Linked DNA regions of Ovis aries: regions 2 and 3 are each linked to region 1. A link is a contact called in public Hi-C data. All regions are on one chromosome and are shown on one strand. The core of a region is the stretch at or near the end of the contact, and the rest is flanking DNA. Distances in the headings are between cores, read along the strand shown.

What was found. Hi-C and Micro-C count contacts between places; a contact is called where the count stands out from the background.
Region 2: a contact with region 1 is called in a Hi-C map of hypothalamus, with 6 times the contacts expected there. The contact joins two enhancer-like sites. A contact is called at or near these places in 9 of 16 Hi-C or Micro-C datasets (blood, hypothalamus, liver and 5 more).
Region 3: a contact with region 1 is called in a Hi-C map of tail adipose tissue, with 17 times the contacts expected there. The contact joins two enhancer-like sites. A contact is called at or near these places in 7 of 16 Hi-C or Micro-C datasets (hypothalamus, muscle, omental adipose tissue and 3 more).

The regions. Positions count from the first base shown.
Region 1 is chr15:31,983,324-31,986,097 of ARS-UI_Ramb_v3.0, reverse strand. No RefSeq gene overlaps it. Among named protein-coding and RNA genes, the nearest start is that of SORL1, 180 kb to the right of the region's middle. Within about 2 kb of position 1,342, at least 29 of the 54 cell types and tissues checked have an H3K27ac peak or open chromatin away from gene starts, as enhancers often do. A contact at or near this core is called in hypothalamus, where this site is marked.
Region 2 is chr15:32,602,943-32,605,716 of ARS-UI_Ramb_v3.0, reverse strand. LOC105602212 (a long non-coding RNA gene) reads left to right here. Exons shown (of 6, transcript XR_009596614.1): 3 at 956-1,107. Among named protein-coding and RNA genes, the nearest start is that of TRNAC-ACA, 58 kb to the right of the region's middle. Within about 2 kb of position 1,381, at least 20 of the 54 cell types and tissues checked have an H3K27ac peak or open chromatin away from gene starts, as enhancers often do. A contact at or near this core is called in hypothalamus, where this site is marked.
Region 3 is chr15:32,504,256-32,507,029 of ARS-UI_Ramb_v3.0, reverse strand. LOC105602212 (a long non-coding RNA gene) reads left to right here. Exons shown (of 6, transcript XR_009596614.1): 5 at 424-2,774. Among named protein-coding and RNA genes, the nearest start is that of MIR125B, 4.6 kb to the right of the region's middle. Within about 2 kb of position 1,374, at least 1 of the 54 cell types and tissues checked has an H3K27ac peak or open chromatin away from gene starts, as enhancers often do.

The DNA.
Region 1 (2,774 bases), core at 93-2,592:
AGGGAGGACCCAGGTTCCAGCCACATCTAACAAGATGGCCGATCAGCCTGCCTGCCGCCAGCACCAGCCACCAGCTTCCGACACGCAGGACATGCAGCATCTGCCAGACGATTGCTGGCTTTTGATCAGGAGCGTGTCGAGCCTGAGGCCTGCAGGGAATGGCCAGGCTCTCCGTAGTCGGCTAGCAGGAAGCTCTCTGCACCCTTGAAAGAGGTACTTGAAGAATCTGAGCACGGATTGAAAAGTAGGGTACAGGCGGGAGGAGGAGGACTGCCCGACAGAGGTTGCCTCCTAAGCCCAGGCTATTCCATCTCCAGTAAGGGAAGCAAGACACCCTTTCCTGTCCGGTCATCAGAGCAGGATTCCTGAGCTGCCTTGCCACACGTGCTACTCTGCCCCGGGGCTCAGTAAGTCTAAGCCTCAACTGACCTGCCGATAAAACCCGAGACCCCCAGAGCAGGTGCCCGGCATCCGGGGTGCTTGACAGTGTCTCCAGGGTATGGCAGTGACCGAGTGCAGCAGGGCTGTTTACAAGACACTTGAGGCCTTTGGCAGGTCCCCTGGCCAGACGCCTTCAGGCCGTGCTGCGTTTTCTAACTGGGTCCTCCAGGCCCTTTGGCTGGTGTCCTCAGGCAACCCAGTCTGTGTCCTGAGTTGGTGACTGGGGTGCCCCTCACAGCTGTGTGTTAAAATACAGACCCCCCCAAGCCCCCCACCATGCCGGCCCCCTTCCTGATCGGCCAGGCCAAGAGTACGCAGAGGCCCAGCCACAGGCCGATAGTTGGGTTTTGTGTCTCACAATAGCGGCTACGTGATTCGAAGGGCTCTTCTCTTAGAAAACCAGATGCCCACCAGTTCTGCTTATTTGCTCTAACCTTCAAAGAGCCCAGAGGTCCCTTCCTAGTTCAACAAATAAATCCAGTTCCATTCTTGCAGACTTCGACCCACAAAGTTCTATTGTTACGCCTTCCCCGAATTTCCCCTGTTCTGTCCCTCTCAGCCACCTCAGCCCCAGGCGGCTCACCCTTCTTTCATTTGGGGGATAAATCAACCTCTGGGTTTTTGTGTGCGTGGGTTTTTTTTTTTTTTTAATTCTTTCAAAGGGTAAGGAATGTTGACACCCCCTGAAACATGCCTCTGATGTCTGGTTAGACTTCAGACGGCTGTATTTGAACGTGTGCTGACGCAATCGGGCAGATTGGGTTAAACCAAATATTACAATTGCAAGAACTCATCTGGAACTAATAATTTTGAGGCCACCGAAAGTAACAGGGCCCGGCTTCGGGGCCGGCCAGCGGCAGAGACCAGGCCGGGCCGATGCTGCCACCTGCCGGGGGTTCGGGGAACAGGGCGCGCCGCCCCGGCCTTCCTGTTTTGTTCTGGATGCACTGGCTCCCACGCACACGGTCCCCAGCCAGCCAGACCAAGGCTATTTTAAAAAAAACTAGCGCCTCTCCCCAGCCCTTGGTGTAAAGATAGCTAGGCTTGCCGCCCTGGCTTTGTGCTGGGGCGAGGGGCGGGGGGCAGTCTCCCAATTATAGAACCAGGACTGGCTACAGAGGCAGTTGCAGATGGAGCCATGTGCCCTTGGATTCAACAGACCTTGTGTCAGTGGCTCACTTAGGAGGAAGGCTCATTCAAGTCAGAATTTTTATTTTGCGGGGGATGAAGGGAACGCACAACTCTGGGTTATGTCGGCACACTGCTGAACTGCAAGTCACATGCCAGATCCAGAAATGATGAAAACATCTGTTTTCGCTTTAGACCAGGGAGGCTCTGGTGGTGGGGAGGGGCGGGGGAGAGAAGGGATGGGCTTTGCTCACCAGCGCCATCTGCTGAGCCTGGTGTCGAAGCGCATGCATGCCAAGCACAATGCGGGTTGTTGCTCACCCCCGGAAGGGGGGAGATCAACAGGTGGAGGGGGGAGGCGGGGGTCTCGGGCTCAGCGATCACTCTCCTTGGCGGACAGCCTTGATTTTGCCCTAGAGACCTTGCAATTCCATATTGCCCTGGAGTGTTCACAACAAAGAGCTTTGTCCCTGGGGACTGCTCTGGGGTAGAAGAGGAGGAAAGAGAAGCAGCAAATGAATTCCCAGGTTGGGAAGGAAGGAGGTGAAGGGGGAAGGGAATAAGCTCGTTGGTGGTTTGCAGACAGTAAAATTTGCTGTTCCTTCTGGCTGAAACCTGCCAGAACAAAGGAACTGCACCTCGCCTCTAGGAGAACTCCCAGATGTGTTTCCCCCCAGCCGTCCCTCTTTGCTGCCACGGTGGCTTGCACTCTGCATGCTCAGAGACCGTCCTGGTCCGGCCAGGCACGATCAACCCTTAAACGAGAAATTCACCCAGCCCAGTATGAATGGAGCACTGGGGATGGGCTCTGAATAGAAGCCATACCGACAGCCAAGCCACCGCATTTTTTCACTGTTCAGCAAATATTTACTGCCTGCCTGCTAGGTGCCCGGCACTCACTCACTCAGCACAACTATCTGTCATACAGTTTTTAAAACAATACAAATATGTCAGAGGAAGATGTGTGTTTAATGTCGAGTGAGCATCCAAGACAATGACAGCTGTGAGTTCAGAGAGGGGAGGGGATTCCAGACCCTCAGTTAACTTTTTCTCAGTGTTTGGGGGCAATTCTGAGAAGTCCGGTTCTCCTGGTCATTCCTTGTGTAGACTAATCCCCTAAATAACTGATTTCAGTCGACATGACTCAGCCTTGACCTCCATTCATCCAGCCGTAAATCCTTCTCTGCAGTTCCTGGGGAGCTCTT
Region 2 (2,774 bases), core at 132-2,631, 620 kb before region 1:
AGACTTGGGTTCCATCCCTGGGTCAGGAAGAAGGAATTCCCTGGAGAAGGGCATGGCAACCCACTTCAGTATTCTTGCCTGTAGAATCCCATGGACAGAGGAGCCTGGCAGGCTCCAGTCCCTGGGGTCACAAAAGAGTCAGACAAGACTGAGCGACTAATGCTTTCATGTTCACCTCTACTTGCCTGCCAGGGTAAGTGGGAATGAATGAGATGGAATCTCTCCAGAGAAAGACACTGAACACAACAGTCTGTTTCCATCAAGGTGGGGAGCAGGAAGTTGCCAGGACTCCAAAAGGCCAGGTGTCAACACTGGTGCGAGTCCAGGAGCCTGGACCATCCTCCTCTCCTCAGATGGCGGACATCACGCCCCTCTCCCCGGAAGAGCCCGGTGTGAATATCCGACTTTATGATCTGTTAGGGCCGGTGAGGGAATTGGACATGAAACGGAGGCAAATGGTGGCCAATCACCATGTCCACACAGAGCATAAACTGTGCAAGCTCATGACTCATGCCGTACTCACCTGGACCGGAGACCCCCAGGCACTGGGAACTCTGCCTCCCCAGACTGTTTCTCTGGTCAGTTGCGGAGGACCCCGACCCTGCAGCTCACACTGGGGCTGTTACTTGTGGCTGGAACGGGTCTCCACAGCCCCGGGCAGGGGCACGCCCCAGGGGCGTGTGCACACCTCTCCCTGCTCCTCCAGGAGGCCCTGGCCTGGCTGGGTACCGCCTTGCCATGCCCCGCATCTTCCACAAGGGGGAGCCCCCGGAGGGCAGCGGAATTTGGGAAGCGCTGAAGTTTTCTCCTCCTGTCCTCTAGCTGATTTTCCCCGAACCCAACTGTTAGATTCCTTTGTTGTAATGTGGGGGCCTGAGCTGACACTTTTGGAGGCTGCGGGTGAGAACCACAGCTGATCTGCCATTTTTTTCCTGGTTTGTTGTTCTTTACCTAGCATCATCAGCTAAGGAGGAAAAGTAACAAAGAACTTGAGGACTTTCATGGCTCCCAGGCCCTGGATGGAGGCCGGCGGCATCAGGCAGCTTCAGACAGAGAACCGTGGAAGCCGAGGGGCAGCCGGGATGCGCCTGGGGCTGCAAAGCCCAGGTAGGTACCTGGGAGGGGTTGACAGAGGGGCGCCGGGGGCCCAGAGCCCCTGAAGGTGGGAAAAGTGGACGGACTGGAGGGATGGAGGACGAGCAGTGCAGACAGGACCTGAGAGGTTGAGGGAGAGTGAGGGAGGAGCCCCAAAAGAGTGCAGAAGAAAAAGTGATGCAAAAGGGTGACCTTGGAGCCGGAGAGGGAGGGTTTGGGGGCTGACTCAGAGACTTTATTTGAAGTTGGTTCCAGCTCGGCTGCCCTAGAAACTTTATAGGACATCAGAGGCTGGGAGTTTGAGAGTGAAGGCTCAGTTGCACAAGAAATTTCAAAGTGAGTAGGTGTGCCTGGGAGTCTCTCTAACCATTTGGGTTGTGTGTCATCGAGCCACACCTACTCCGGCTTTTCTACCTAAACCAGGAGGATTCCTTGCCTGATGGTGTGTTCAGGTTCTCTCCACCTGGAACCACTGTCTCGGGCTTTCTCTCCATGCTTCCAATGCCCACAGTTACTCTCGAGAATGACTAGGAGGCAAGTTCTCATTCTGCCACTTAGTGAGATTCACTTAAGCAAGGAAACCTCAGGGTCTTCATTTTCCTTGCCTATAAAGGGAGATAATAATATATTACTGATGAGCCTTATAGGATTTTTCTGAGGATTGAGTAAGTACGATAATGTGAATAAATGCTCTTAATAGATTATAATTGCTAGCTAAATAAAAGATGGCATTAGTACTAATTAATCAGTGAATGTACCCTTCCTACTCTCAGTGGGATATTTTCCTACTGGGCTTTGAAAGAACCTGTGTGAGCATGTGTATGTGTGTCTAAGTGCATATGTGTATCTGTGTATATGTATATCTTTGACAGATAAGTAGGAAACTTTGTGTTCTTTCGCTTCCAGCCACCTTCAAATGTTCCTTTTCGCAGCCTCGGCTGCATTTTTCTATTTTTCAAACACGCGGATAATGATTGATGGTGTCTGCTTGGCTCCCTGGACAAGTGATTTTTCTGTGTCCTGGACACTGTGCTGCCCAGGTCAATGTCATACCATGCCTTAGGCACATGATCAGACCAAATACGCTTGGAAGAAGCAAATAAGAGGTTGTTTTTATAATCCCATCATCATATTCCCTGACAACGTTCTTTCCAGTCCGCTTGTTATTCACAGAAGTGTCTCATATGGGAGGCTGGGTTCTGCATTCTGAGTCAGGCTGGTTCAAGCAACCTATGAAGGCTGCCGAGCTTGGCTTTGATACCTATGGACACATTCACTCTTTCCTGGGGTTTTCCAGATGACTGTGGTGTACGAGGAAGGCAGTGTAGACCAGGACAAATCCTTTGATTCCACTGAGCCATCTCTTCCCCATCTGTCAGGTGGAGTCACTACTCCCCTTCCTTCCTGTACCCCTTCATGTAGGGACACCCAAGATAGATGTAAGGCACTCCTAAGATCATACCTGAACCCCTGGAAAGTCTGTAATTCTACAGTGTGATCTCGTTATAAGGTATTACCATTGCTATTCTGCAGGTTTTTCACTAGGGATTTACCTGCCTTTCATCACTTAATTTTAAAAGCTATCTTTTCCTGGATGTTAATGTACTCTCCTCTTCATCTCCACCAACTGGCTGATGAGTCAAATATTTACAGAGATGCTAAGTGATACACTTACTTTC
Region 3 (2,774 bases), core at 125-2,624, 520 kb before region 1:
GAGATGAAGAAAAGTTGTAAGACGTAAAAGGATTTGAGACCTCCTAAAAATCTGAGGAGTGGAAAACTAGATGTGCTTAAAATGATGGTGGGGGAGAGGGAGAGCAACTATTGGGGCCTGTGAAACCATGCCAGGAACTGCGAGCCAGGGGCAGTGGCAGAGGGGAAGGCCAGGTAAGACAAAGCAGAAATCTGGCTCCCTACAATGCAGCATGGAGCTGGGATACAGAATTTGCTGCAGTGGGAGGTGGGGCCAGTCTGGCACAGTCTGTGGGTTTGAAAGGAGCTGGGCGGGTTGGAGAATGCCAGGCCGCCTTTGTAGTTCTGAGTTCAGAGAGGGGGTAACAAATACTGGGTTTCAGGTCAGAAGCCTGGCTTGGGTGGCTTCTGGAGAAATTTTCCCTCTGCTCCCAAACTCTTACAGTGTGCTCATCACACCGCTGGCCTCCAATCAGAGCATGAACACGTGTCCCGGAGGCCGTCCAAGCAGAGATTTCAGCAGTGGTACCTGTTGGCCGACTCATGGGGCCCTTTCCCTTTCCTGTTCCCTGGAGGCGGTAAACTGGGCTGAACACAATATCCTTGTATATTTCCCATCATCCTCCCAACATGCTTCACCTCTCCCAGACTCCTAGGGTTAATCCCCAAGACAACCTTGCTTTGAAAGAAAAAATGTGGTGAGCCTACTTGAAGATTTGGATCCCAGAGGCCTCTTCTCTGTCCTGCCTCAGCCAGACACGGGGCAAAGAGACGGACGTTTACAGAGAAAGAAGCAGTAAGTTCTTGTTGTTGCTTGTTTTCAATGTTTGATTGCTCTCCAGATTTAGGGTCCTTGAAAGCAATGGGCTTTTCTTTTCTTCTTTTTCTCTCCTCTCTCTCTTTTTTTCTTTCTTCCTCTGCAGAAATTAATCATATCCCCTTCCCATCCTGCGGGTGATTCATAAAAGCAATTGCATTAGAAAGTGCTTCTCCGTTGCTGCTCGTAGCCTGAGTTAAAGATATCTGAAGTTGATCTGTGTGTGCCTGTTCGCAGTACTGTAATATTTGGAAATGTATCTGCATTTGTAAAAATGATTTGCACTGATGATTCTTCCCTAGAAGAAACACTACATAGCTGGCTGATTGATTGTAATGATGATGAATTTGTCCCAGGACTGGCATGGATGTCTTTGGGGATTTTTGTGCCTATTTGCTGCTCATCAAAGGGAAGCACAGACCGAGTTTGGAATGAGGGTGTGGTCCGCCTGATTCAGCTTCCTTCCCGGCCCATCTCTGACTCCTGCCTCCTGCTCCTCCCCTCCCACCCTGGCTCCTCTGATCCTTCCTGAGACTGCCAGTGAAACGGCATCCACCTTTCTTTTCCCTTACTGCCTGTGTTGTGCTCCATCAGGTCAGAGACCACTCCCCGTGATCAAACTCATCATGTTTGTGATCTCAGCATATTTTCAATCCAACTGAAATCAACTCCCTTAGCTTCTTCCATCCTGGGATTATTCATCAACATAGTAAGAGCAGTAGTAATACTGTATTTAGAAGTTCCTTAGCACATTGCATCTCTGAGAGTCTTACAGATGTTACTAATTAATCTTCACAACACCCCATCCAGGAGTGGTAAATATTACTAACCATAATAGAATATACACACACACGTGCTCGTGCACACACACACACACCCCCACATACATATGCTAAGGACAGCAAAATAGTTCACTTATTTATCATGGTTCACTTGATACAGTAACTGATATTTTTGAGACACCCATCATAGATACAATAATTAGAGATGTGCTTTTGTTAACAAAACCACTACCCACTTCTAGCGTACCCTTGGGTACTAAATAATTACCCACTTTGTGTGGTTATCTAGCTCACTAATTACCCACAGAAATTGGGGTCAGGTGTTAACTGCTTGAAATAAGTATCCTCTAAAGACATCGCTGAGTTGTATAGAGAAAATGATGTGTTCATAGCAAAACTTTTGTAAGTTACATATTTGTGTATCTTGGTAAACAGAGTGAATACAGACGGGGCTAGATTAGCTCAGTGTGTGAAAATCATGCTGAGCCATTGCTGCAAATATTCGGAGGTTTTGGAGAAGCTCAGGAAATGTCATTCTCTGTCTACCTTTCCTTCGTGAAGATGATCACAATCGTGATTCCCATAATCTGGACTTCATATATGAGGACACTAAGACAATTGATGATTCTCCTTAGGAATGATTCATTTTGGTGTTACAGGGAGGCACCCAGTGAGTCAAAGATTTTTTTTTTTGACAGCTCCACCCTTTATGATTATTCTAGCATGTTTCTTTTTCTGCATCAGTGTAGTGCAAACACCCTATTAGCCAAATCTGAAAAAGATTCTAACCCAGTCTCCAATCCCTGCCAGCCATCTCTTTCTCCTTCCCAGTAATGACAAAAAAAAAAAAGGAAACCCAGCACTATGATTGTAGGTCTTTCCCTTTTTGCCTTGATTTGTTCTGCTTTCCTCTCTCTTCCTCTCCCTTCTTCCTCTCTCTGCATCTTCTTCCTGTTTGTGCTTTTTCTTCTTTTCCTTGGCATCCATCTGTGCTTCTGCAGGTCTCACAGAGACAAAGCACAATATCCTGAGTTGAGCACAAAGAAACTACCTTTTAAAAATATCAACTTGGAAGAAACCTGCATCATCAGCTACCTCCCTCCCTTCCTCGGTCTTTACAGAGCCTGGCATTATATTCAACACAGCACTGCCTGTTGTCTGCATGATTCTAGCCACAAAAATTGGGTGAAGGTGGCA